Regions from separate parts of the Lactuca sativa genome. Here region 2 is linked to region 1. Evidence: chromatin contacts called from public Hi-C data. All regions are on one chromosome and are shown on one strand. The core of a region is the stretch at or near the end of the contact, and the rest is flanking DNA. Distances in the headings are between cores, read along the strand shown. Region 1 holds the start of LOC111881992 (protein NUCLEAR FUSION DEFECTIVE 5, mitochondrial). Region 2 holds the start of LOC111881985 (cell division control protein 2 homolog D).

What was found. A called contact is a pair of places that touch in the nucleus more often than the background predicts.
Region 2: a Hi-C map of seed shows a contact between it and region 1, with 4 times the contacts expected there. The contact joins the promoter of LOC111881985 here to the promoter of LOC111881992 in region 1. A contact is called at or near these places in 2 of 4 Hi-C or Micro-C datasets (leaf and seed).

Annotation. Positions count from the first base shown.
Region 1 is chr5:64,458,462-64,464,125 of Lsat_Salinas_v11, reverse strand. It overlaps LOC111881992 (protein NUCLEAR FUSION DEFECTIVE 5, mitochondrial), which reads left to right and starts at 3,310. Exons shown (of 3, transcript XM_023878361.2): 1 at 3,310-3,464; 2 at 3,557-4,866; 3 at 4,959-5,664. The coding sequence starts at 3,751.
Region 2 is chr5:64,666,695-64,672,358 of Lsat_Salinas_v11, reverse strand. LOC111881985 (cell division control protein 2 homolog D) reads left to right here and starts at 2,926. Exons shown (of 7, transcript XR_008224263.1): 1 at 2,926-3,438; 2 at 3,819-5,664.

The DNA of each region.
Region 1 (5,664 bases), core at 2,061-4,560:
GACTAAATGAGTGTATAATGTTAATCTAATTATGATGTTCTTTCGTCTCTATTTACATGTTTCTAGCTTGTTTGTAGTATTTTCTATAAAATATTGTTGTTATATTTGAAAGTTCATTTTACCATTTTCATCTTTTTGTGTGTATATTTTAATCTTTCAGGTTTTTTAAAATATTTGAGGGACCGTTTCTGCTTGGGAGTGGGGTGAAGTCAAGGGCCCTAACACTGGATGGTAGTTGTATTTAGAATCACTTAAATATTGAATATTTTGGTTGGCATTAGTTTCAATAATCATATGTACCCTAGAAGAGATATCATAACCATAGTTTATTTTATATAATGTTTTTTGTATACTATTAAATGTTGTACAAGTGATGTCTACAAGGTGTTGATATTTTTTTGTTGGCAAGTTATTACGCTATCTAACACCCCAATAATCTATAATATTTGTATAAGATGGTGACAATTATTATTTTTTATTTAAACTTCTCTTCATATTGATTATCCATTGTGGTTTGAGTTCTGGAATGCTGCCACTAAGAGGATTCCACATTGTGCGGCGTTAGAATTAATTACAGAATGAGGCATGATTTATATGCCTTTTTGGGTAATGATGGGAATGTTTAATTTTTGCTCATATATATCGATAAGTATTTTACAATATGCTCTTTTAACCTTATATTAGGACCTTTTCTGGAAAAAATTGCTTTTAGTATTGAACTTTGAAAAAAAAGTTCATATATAGCATTGTACTCTTAAAAAATGACTTTTTTTGAATTATTTTTAGTTGATATGGAAAATTACATTTTTGTATACTGAAGATCATTTAAAGGATTGTCTTCTGGAAAACAAAATATTCATTAATAGCATTAAACTTTGCAAAAAAGTTCATTAATAGCATCGTAGTTTCAAAAAATGACTTTTTCGTATTCTTTTTGGCTAATCTAGAAAAGTTTTATTTTTATGTACATTAGAGCTCATTAATAAGATTTTTCTGAAAACATTTTGTTAGTGGAAGGTACATTTTTATTTTCTTTCGCATATAGACCATTTATGTAAAAAAAAAAAAAACATTTCAAATATGGACAATTTATGTATTTTTGTTCACAAGTGAACCATTTATATAATATATAAATTTAAATGTTAATTACTTTGTCATTAATATGATAATTTTCTAGGGAATTTTTTTTAGTATTGAAATTTGCAAAAAAAAAAAAAAAAAAAAAAATTATTAACGGCATTGTACTTTAAAAAAAATTATTTTGGAATATTTTTAGACGATATTGAAATGTTTCATGTTTTCCAACATTGAAGTTCATTTGTATGACAATGTTCTGGAAGCAAATTTCATTAATAGCGTTGAACTTTGCCAAAAAAATTCATTAATAGCATCGTATATTTAAAAATAACTTTTTTTTGGAATTCTTTAATTGCAGGTAGATTCCTTGAATGCCTACCTTGATGAACATATGTGGAGAAATCTTTTTGGAAAATGATAAAATCATGATATGACAACCCGAATAAGAAAAAGAAAAACTCAGTTTTGACTAACCCAATTATTCAAAATCTTTATTCGTTTTAGTAGCTTACACACCATTTAGATGCTCTCAAAATAGCATATGAAATAACTTCAAGATGTAATAAAGCTAAAATGTTATTTGACATGTTTTATACTTTCTAATGATCATTACCAGAAAACATTTGAAGGATTTTTTTACCAGAAAGAATGTGATCAATATACAAAACAATGTTGCATATTCATAACCTAATGTTCTTAAGTTACTGTAATAAGGTCTTCCTGTAATAGTTGATTGACCCTACCCAACTATCCTTTGCAAGTTAATGGATTTATGTTGTTCTAAATGTGTTAAAATGCTTCACTTAGGTGTTACTCAACACATGGTCTGCGGACTATCCACATCGATTTAATGATTGAGAAGAACACATCGCATCGACCAAGATCAGACCATCAACCATATTAGTGACCCCCACTGAGATTAATAATGTAATTTGAGTAATCATCCAAAACAGACAATGAACTTTGAACTGTAATAAATCTAAAATCAATTCCTAAATTGTACATCAAACTTCCAACGTTAAACCTTGAACATTTTCAATTAATGTTATCGAGTTGATATGCATTTGATTATTTAGGTATATCGTAAATTGTTTAGCTTCCCCTATTGAATTATGACGTGAATGTACAGTTTTACGTTTAACCGTAAACATGAGGCTTTAGTTTGGTTGTCTAACTAATGATTTGGATGAGACAAAAGCATTTGACGAGTGGATTCTTAAAACTAGTGAAGGTAATACTGGTGGCCCTAATGATGGTGAACTTGAAGTTGAATTTCTAGAAGATGTTGTTGTTCGCTCTACATGTGACCATATTCATTCAATTGTATCCACCATTTATCCATCATTTGAAAATCATCTTGATGATCCATCATATTTTCAAGATAAAGCTATTTTGGTACCTACAAATGAAGAATTCGATGCTACCAATGACTATATTTTAGGATTCGATGCTACCGGATTTTTTTTTTGAGGAATCAATCTACTCTTCAGTTGTGTTGAATGGTTTTAAGGCGTCTAGAATTTCCAACCATAAACTTACACTAAAAATAGATGTTCCAGTCATGTTACTTCGTAATATCGAACAAACGAAAGGACTATGCAATGGTACTAGGTTACATATTGTTAGGATTGGAAACACATCATTGAAGCTTGAATCATATATGTTAGATTCTTCAACGAGACTACTTATATACCTTGCATGAAGTTAACACCGTCTAATAAAAGAATCTCATTCCGTTTTTAGCGGAGGCAAGTCCCCATAGTTGTTTATTTTGTTATGACCATTAACAAAAGTCAATGACAATAATTATCAAATATTGGATTATACTTGCGTAGGTTCGTCTTCACTCATTGTCAGTTATATGTTTTTTGTTTCCCGTGTCACAAGTGAAAAAAGATTGAAAATACTCATATATGACAAGGGTTGTCCAACTAATAAAACAAAAAGTTATATCTACAAATAGATCATTCAACGATTATAGATATTCAAATGTTTCATTGTTTTTTTTTTTCTAGACATTTCAGTGTTACCAATAATACTAAATCTGTTTCTGTTACTTTATTTTTTTATTGTGCCAATTTTTTTATACCTTTATATATTCTCATAATCTAGTTTAAATTAATAACTCCAAATTATTTTGACAAGTTACACGATTCAATGATTAAATGGCCCTCAATTCCTTTGGGTTTTACGAGTTCAAATTAGAAAACTAAAGTATAGGGTGTTTTATGCACTCGTGTAAACCGTAGGGATAACATTTGTAAAGTTTCTATAAGATGTCGAGAAAGAAAAACCCTAGCAAAAAGCCTTCACTCGCTACACGGTGTAGTAGTAGTATCTGGACTTGACGAAAACGGAGCGTTCTGCTACTGCTTGATTGTTTTCAGGTGAAGATCTGTATTTTTATATGTAAGAATCATTTACAAATGTATGTTTTACTGATCCGTATTTGTGATTACATTTTCTAATAATTTTGCAGCTTTTGTCATTGCAAATTGGATGCACTAGGGTTTTTTTAGCTGATCGTACATGCGGCATTGATGGATATCTGATTTATTACAGTTCAGAGATGAAAGTGCAATTTTCTGGTTAAGAAAATTTCTGGATAAATCAGTTTGATTTTGATTTTTCGCTTTGTCTGTCGTTCTAAAAGAAAGATCAAGGGTTTAGAAAATGAATCTGAAGCATTTCTTATCGAGACTGACAATTAACAAGGTGTCAAGATTTAGCGGCAGAAGAACTCCATCATTGAATTACAGAGAGGTTTGCACCAGTCGTTGTATTACTCCTCTGATTTACCTTCCACAATATCATAAAGACGATTCCCGGATTGGAAACCCTAAAACGTCGATGGCGCATTCATTATTCTATAGATTTGTTCATTCTGGCCAACAAACTGTTCCGAGCAGTACCAACGCTGTGGAGACTGTTTCTGTAGACTCAGAGGACGATGATGATGTGGTAATGAATGAATTCTTATCTAGATTCGTTTGGATCATGAGAGGAAAGCTTACAGAGGTTTATACTGATGCTGATAAGAAAGAAATCGATGCAATGCTTCATATCATTGTTGAGAAGGTTGTATCAGAAATGGAGGCAGGTCGTCTAGAGTCTTTTCTTGGCTCTGAAACAGCCTCTGTGTCCCAAGATTTTAGTGAGGATTTATGGAAAACAGTGTGGGAGGTTAGCAACATTGTTGTAGAAGATATGAAGAAGGCTAAAAAGAAGGAAAAAATGAAGAGTTTTCTTCAGTCTGAAGAAGTTAAAGATATGGCAAGATTTGCTGGTGAAATAGGGATACGAGGAGACTTGCTGAGAGAGCTTAGATTCAAATGGGCTCGTGAGAAATTGGAAGATAGTGAGTTTTATGATTCATTGGAGCTTTTAAGACAAGAAGCTAAGCAACAAGAACCAGAATCAGAATCAGAAACAGAAACAACCGAATTTCATGAAGATAATATTGAGAAAGAAGATGATGCTGAGGAGATTTCTTTACCCAAAAGGAGTGGAAAGATTAAATACAAGATCTATGGCCTTGATCTTTCCAAACCCAAATGGGCAGAAGTGGCTGATCATATCCATGAAATTGGAGGATCTGTATGGCCTCAAGAACCAAAACCAATATCTGGAAAATCAAAGATTGTTACAGAGAAACTACTTTCATTACAAGTAGATGATGATCCTTCACCACTGATTACAGAATGGATAGAGCTACAACAGCCTAACAGGATTGACTGGATTGCATTGCTTAACAGATTAAAACAACAAAATGATCAACTATACTTCAAGGTACTCAAATCTTTCATTCTTCTCTCAACATGTATTTCAAAAGTTTTCAATCACTAAACTTCTGTAATCTTCTTCTTCTTCTCTTTACAAAGGTTACAGAACATTTACTCGATGAAGAATCTTTCCAAACCACCATAAGAGATTATTCACAACTAATCGAAGCCTATGCCAAGAACAACCAATTAAACAATGCAGAAAGAATCATCAAGAAAATGACCGAAAAGGGCATATCACCAGACATTTTAACAAAAACCACAATGGTCCACATGTACAGCAAAGCAGGCAATCTGAATCTTGCAAAAGAAGCTTTCGATAGCTTAAGAAGCTTAGGCTTCCAACCAGACCTCAAAGTCTACAACTCCATGATCATGGCTTACATCAACACAGGTGATCGAAAATCCAGTGAAGCTTTAATGAGAGATTTAGAGTCACAAAACTTCAAACCCTCTGAAGCCGCATTTCTTGCATTACTCAAATCCTATGCTCAAAATGGAGATCCGATCGGAGCACATAGAATCTTCACACGTATGGAATTTGCAGGATTCCCACGAAGCCTTGAATCATGCACTTATCTTGTTGAAGCCTACAGCCGAAAAGGCAACCCTGATCAAGCAAGAACACATTTTGATGACATCATCAAACTCGGTTACAAACCAGATGACAAATGCATTGCTAGAATGATTTCAGCTTACGCTAAAAAGAATCTTCTAGACAAAGGTCTGCAACTTTTGCTACAGCTTGAAAAAGAAGGAACTGAACATGGTGTCGAGACTTATTCTGTCCTCATCGATTGGTTAG
Region 2 (5,664 bases), core at 1,677-4,176, 210 kb before region 1:
TTAACAATGACCGAGAGCATTGACGGCGACATATGAAACATTTACAGCGAAGTAACAGCAACGACAAGTTACCGCTTTAGCAGCGACAATCCTACCTTTTAGTGGCATCGTCTTTCTTGTAGTGCTTCCTTAGAGACCATTTCTAGTTTAAGATGGTTACCTTGTATCATAGTTTTATATTAATAAAATATATATCGTTAGGTTAAATATATATTGTAAGTTTAATAAATATATAGATAAAGATAATATGATGAGAAGTGAGTTAGATTTAGCCGACGGATGGTTTTTAATTTTTATTTAAAGAATAAAATTTAAAGAGAAATGGTGAAAAAAAAAAAGGAAAATGGACAAAAAAAACCGACAAAGTCACGTTGAGGGTTCTCACCCACGCCCTGCAAACTTGGTCCCATCCCACAAAAACCTTCCTTCGCTTCTTTCCTTCCTTCATTTCCCTTCCTTCATTATTGCCTCTTTTCCCCCCTCACTTATTTTCTTTTTACTTTTGACACTTCTAATTATTTTTTATTTTATTTTTTACTTTTTATTTTTAAGGCTTAAAGTTCTCACACCACCCCTTGTTTTGATTCTTTTTTACAGTTTGAGGTGACCCATCATCAACTTTTATGATCTTCCATTATATATATCAAATCTAACATAAAATAAAATTCAATCATTGTAATTTATCACCAATTTATAAAAACTATAAAGATAAATTTCATGTCTGATGTTACTTAATATCACACTTAGAATTTTTTATTTCTTTTTGTTAAATTTTTCCATGCTAAATGTCAACTGATAATTGGTGAAGGTGAAGGCATCCAAGATTAATGGTTCTCACTTCTCACCCATATTTATTTATTTATATGTATATTTATATTGAGTGAAAATCATAAATGGTTAATATATATGCGTCAGCTAAGGTAAGATCGTTGTTGTTGGACCATGTGTAAAAAGATCATAACAGTATACATATATCTATGAAGACATGCATAAATCATATATGTTACTGGTTAGATGACAAAATGCCATTGTTGTAGACCATGTGTGTATTGAACTTTAGAAGACAATGTACGTATATCAATTAGGTGGCGAAAATGGGTTAGTGTAGGCCAATATGTGTGTTGTGCAGTGAGTAGCTGGCGAGATATGACTAATGTGTATGTATCTATCATACACATATATTCATCGGATAACGTTAATTATTATCTTCTAATTAAATGCATATATAACATACATATATATAAAATCATTGTATCCTTTATCATCTTTTAAATCGACAAATATGGGTCAGATGCTAATGATATGGGCCAGATCGATGCTAATGAATATCGTTAATTTTCCTTATTCATCATGTTTTTATAATAAGAGGTATATATGTTCCTAGTCCAGTTTCTTACATCGATGGGGTCTAAACGAATATGTTCATTTTAAACGTAATAGATTATGATTATAAAAAAGATTTGATCCATTAATGACATCTTATATGACATGGTATTACATTTGAAATTTTGTGTCAATCGTATTTGAATCAAGTGATTAAGTACACATCTACATATATAGATCAAACTAGGCGTGTCGAAAACAACCGAAACTCGTTCTACGCACCCGACCCGTTTCAAATTTGGATAAAATGGGTCGGATAGAACAGATAACGGGTATGAACATTCGGGTAATAGGTTAACCAGATAATAGTATAAGTCGGGTTTTAGGTATGAACATTAATTTTCGGGTATACCCGAATACCCGAATTCGTTTTTTAAAATAATACATAGTATATTTAAATATTAATATATCCCATATCCTATGTATTATATAGGGTATTGGACTATTGGTAACATGAGGCAGAAGCATGCTTGAAAAAAAATTAAAACCCTTCACTTCTTCTTGATCGACACAAACAAACACAGGCACGCTCCATATTTCTTAATCCGAATTTCGATCCTCAAAGACGCAATTCTTAGCCTCCATCTTCGTTATAGGCTGAAAATTCTCATGATGCATATTCTCACTAGCCATGTATCATGAACATACATTATACAACAGTAACAATGAAGTGGTGCAGCAGATTCTGGTTTTGAATTCAATATAACCCAATAAGAGTTATTTAATCTAATAATAAACATGATAAATTGTTGTAGTTGAGATTACAATATAATCCAAAATTAGTTGGATTCAAAATATATGTGTTAAAAATGGGGTTAATTTTCTCGAGATTCAATAGACTAGAATGATATGTGTATGCTCCTCAAAATACTCACATACTTTTGTCTTCTTTAACTTGAAATGGAATATTTTGCTACCCAATTTTTTATTAAACCAACCTAAATGCAAAAATAAAATAAAAAAGAAAAAAGAAAAAAGAAACATTTTCAGGTATATCCGATAATTATCCGAACCGGCCTAAAACCCGAATACCCGAAACCCAAAAGCCCGAATTACAATATAGGTCGGGTATCGGGTATTATTTTTTTAAGGAAATACCCGTTTTACGCGAAACCTGAAAATTTTATCCGATCGACACCCCTAAATCAGATTAGATAACAAATACCGAAGATTGTATACAACAAGAAGTCCCGAAGATCCCATTTGGAATTGAAGACTCCGAAAATCCCATTTAGATGAGGTAGAGAAGAAGACTGCAGTATGTGCATACAAATTATGTAAACCATGTGTGTATATTGATTAGGTTGCAAAAGGTGAAAATAAATGAGTAGCTAATGTGTATATCTATGACAAGAGTATGACTCAAGTAGACCATATATGTACGTATGTATGTAAAGGTCTAGACCATGTGGATTAATGTATATATATGTATCAACTCTTAAAATATATATAGTAAATGATATATATATATATATGTTATAAAATATTAATAAAATGAGTTAGATGTATGAGTATGAGTATGAGCATGAGCATGCATTAATGGGGAGCCAAAACCAAGATGCATGATTGATAATTGAGAAAGAAGTTAATGAAGGATTGGTCCACTGGTGTCTGAAATTTTGCAGAAGAGACCACTATTTACTTTCTTTCTCTTTCTCTTTCTCAATCACACAAAAACTGTGGTGTGTAGTGTGGCTTCTGCAAAATCTCTGCCACCTTCCCATGCTTTCCCCCCAAACCTAATATGTCTTTTACCTTCTTTCTTTCTTACTTTCTTTCTTTCTTTCTTTTTTCTTTTGCGTGTGTGTGATGTAATCGATGCCCTCTTTTTTACTCTCTCTCTCTCCCTCTCCCTCTCTCTCACACACTAATCACACCCCCATAAAACACACACCCTCTCTCTCTCTATGAGTCTGCACATTTCACCTTCCTCCATGTCTGTGCATTGGTACTTGGTTATTAAATCCTGCTAGCTGCTACTGTGTTACTGCTGTATGTGTGTGTGGCCATTGTACTGCATGCAGAACAACTGACAACTGGGAAACCATGACCCAGGTTTACAAGCCATCTCCCTTTCTTTCTTTCTCTCTCTTTCTTCTTCTCTCTCATCAGCAGCTAGGGTTTAGTGTTTGATCCATATTTAAAGCTAATTAATTAATGAACTTGTTTGTTTAGGGTATGTAGTGGTGGCTGTTACTGTTAACCCAAAGGTCTGATCAGGTTACCTGATCATTTGAGTTTAAGTAATATTAAATCTTTTGTTTGGATTCTACCGAATATATATGATATATGCTATCAATCGACATTAAAGGTGTATAAACTTTATCTGTTGTCTACAGGACCATGTTGACAGTTTTGTTATTTTTTTGGTTTTATCTTTTTAAGATTTGTTAACTATATATATTTGTTTTTAATTGGATTCTTTTGTTTTTCAGAACATAATTATCATCCACCGTGTAAGAAAATCGAAGGGAAATATTATTATTTCTTGAAAATCTTTTATGTTATTTAACTTATTTTCAAGGGATTTTGGGAAATAACTTGCATGAACGTAATCGGCGCCATTTCATAGTACATTTTTGCAAGCGGTTTTTTTAACCCGAACCAACCACCCCCCTCCCCTCCCCGGGTCCAAAAAAAGAATATATATATATATACATATTTTTTAAAATTGTGTATTAGACCTAAAGGCTGTAATTTCATGGTTTTATCATGGCAAAGACTATCCATCTCCACATCAATTTACCATGTTTGACACATACCAGAAACGGTGAGAGAGAGAGAGGTACGGTAGCTTCTAGTCGAGCTCCGCACTACCGCATTGGAAAATGTAGACCCGACACGGTGTTAGCAGTCTACATGGCAGTATGAGTTTATCGCACTCACACCATATCCTTAAAAGATGATGAATATAATCTCGTGATCAAAGCAGTTAAAAATGATTAAATTTAGAACATTAGTTTAAAAACCAAGTTTAATATTTACTTAAATCTAAAGTTATTTAGTTTCATATTTCATATGTTCTAAAGGTTAATGATTGGAAATGGTACAATTAACAGGGAAGGTTTAAATCACACTAGTGTCATTTAGATGTTTGTTTTTATTTTTTTAAGAATATTTTCATGATTTTTTTTGTGAAACCCATACAACACAACGTGTAGACGTTTTCTTTTGCAGACTGTTTGTTATTTAAAAAACTATAGACGGTACAGAGAACATGTAGATTATTTAAAAAACTGTAGATAGTATACAGAACATGTAGATGTTTTCTCTTACAGACTGTTTGTTATTTAAAAAACCGTAGACAATGGGGAATCTGGAAAATAAAATTAGGGTTTGTCGGTATATATATTTAAGGCATGAAACAATATATATATATATATATATATATATATATATATATATATATATATATATATATATATATATATATATATATATATATAACTTTTCAAAGAAAATTGTATAGGTAAGAAAATTAAGTGCATACATACCCTTCTTCTACATTAGATATGCCCCTTATCGCAAACCTAAAAAAGATATATGGCTCTTCTTCTTGTAGGAGACATGGACTAACCTATTTTATTTTTAAGTTTGCAACCATTTTCCTTGTAGAAAACAAAAACAAAAAACAAAATTTCATTTGTATCCTTACAAACTTTAAATATTATTTTTATATGCTTATGAATTTTAAAACAACATATATGTTCGTCTACAACTATAAAATTCACCTTTATATCCAAACTACTATTTTAATTACAATCGAACCATTTTAATATTAAACTTATCTAATATCCAAAATAGCATATGACATTACTAAACTACCTGACCAGGGTACTGTTCCTCGGGTGACCACAGTGGTTAGGGTTTTTACTTCCCGATCCTTCCATCGTCTTCGTTATCTCTACTCCAAATTTCACCGTCTCCCCAACCCTCTTCGTCTCCACCGTTTCTCCCTTCTTCTTCATCACCGATCCAGACTGCTTCACACACTCCGCCTACTGCCGATGGTAGTGTCTTAGAATTGCAGTCATTCTCTAGTTTCTTCTATCGTCTTTGACTCATCCTTCCAGATCCTTGATTATTTCACCAAGTTCTTTTCACCGCCCACAAAGGTCATAAATCGAACCTGCGGGGGTTTTTATATTTGATTATGGTTTAGTAGGAAACAAAAGACCGATCTACATCATCTTTAGAGAATCCTTTTCGTTTCGGTGGGTATCAGTTTCCCCCAATCGCTTCCACCTCTCAACATTCTCAACTGTTCCCCGTCTTCCTCTA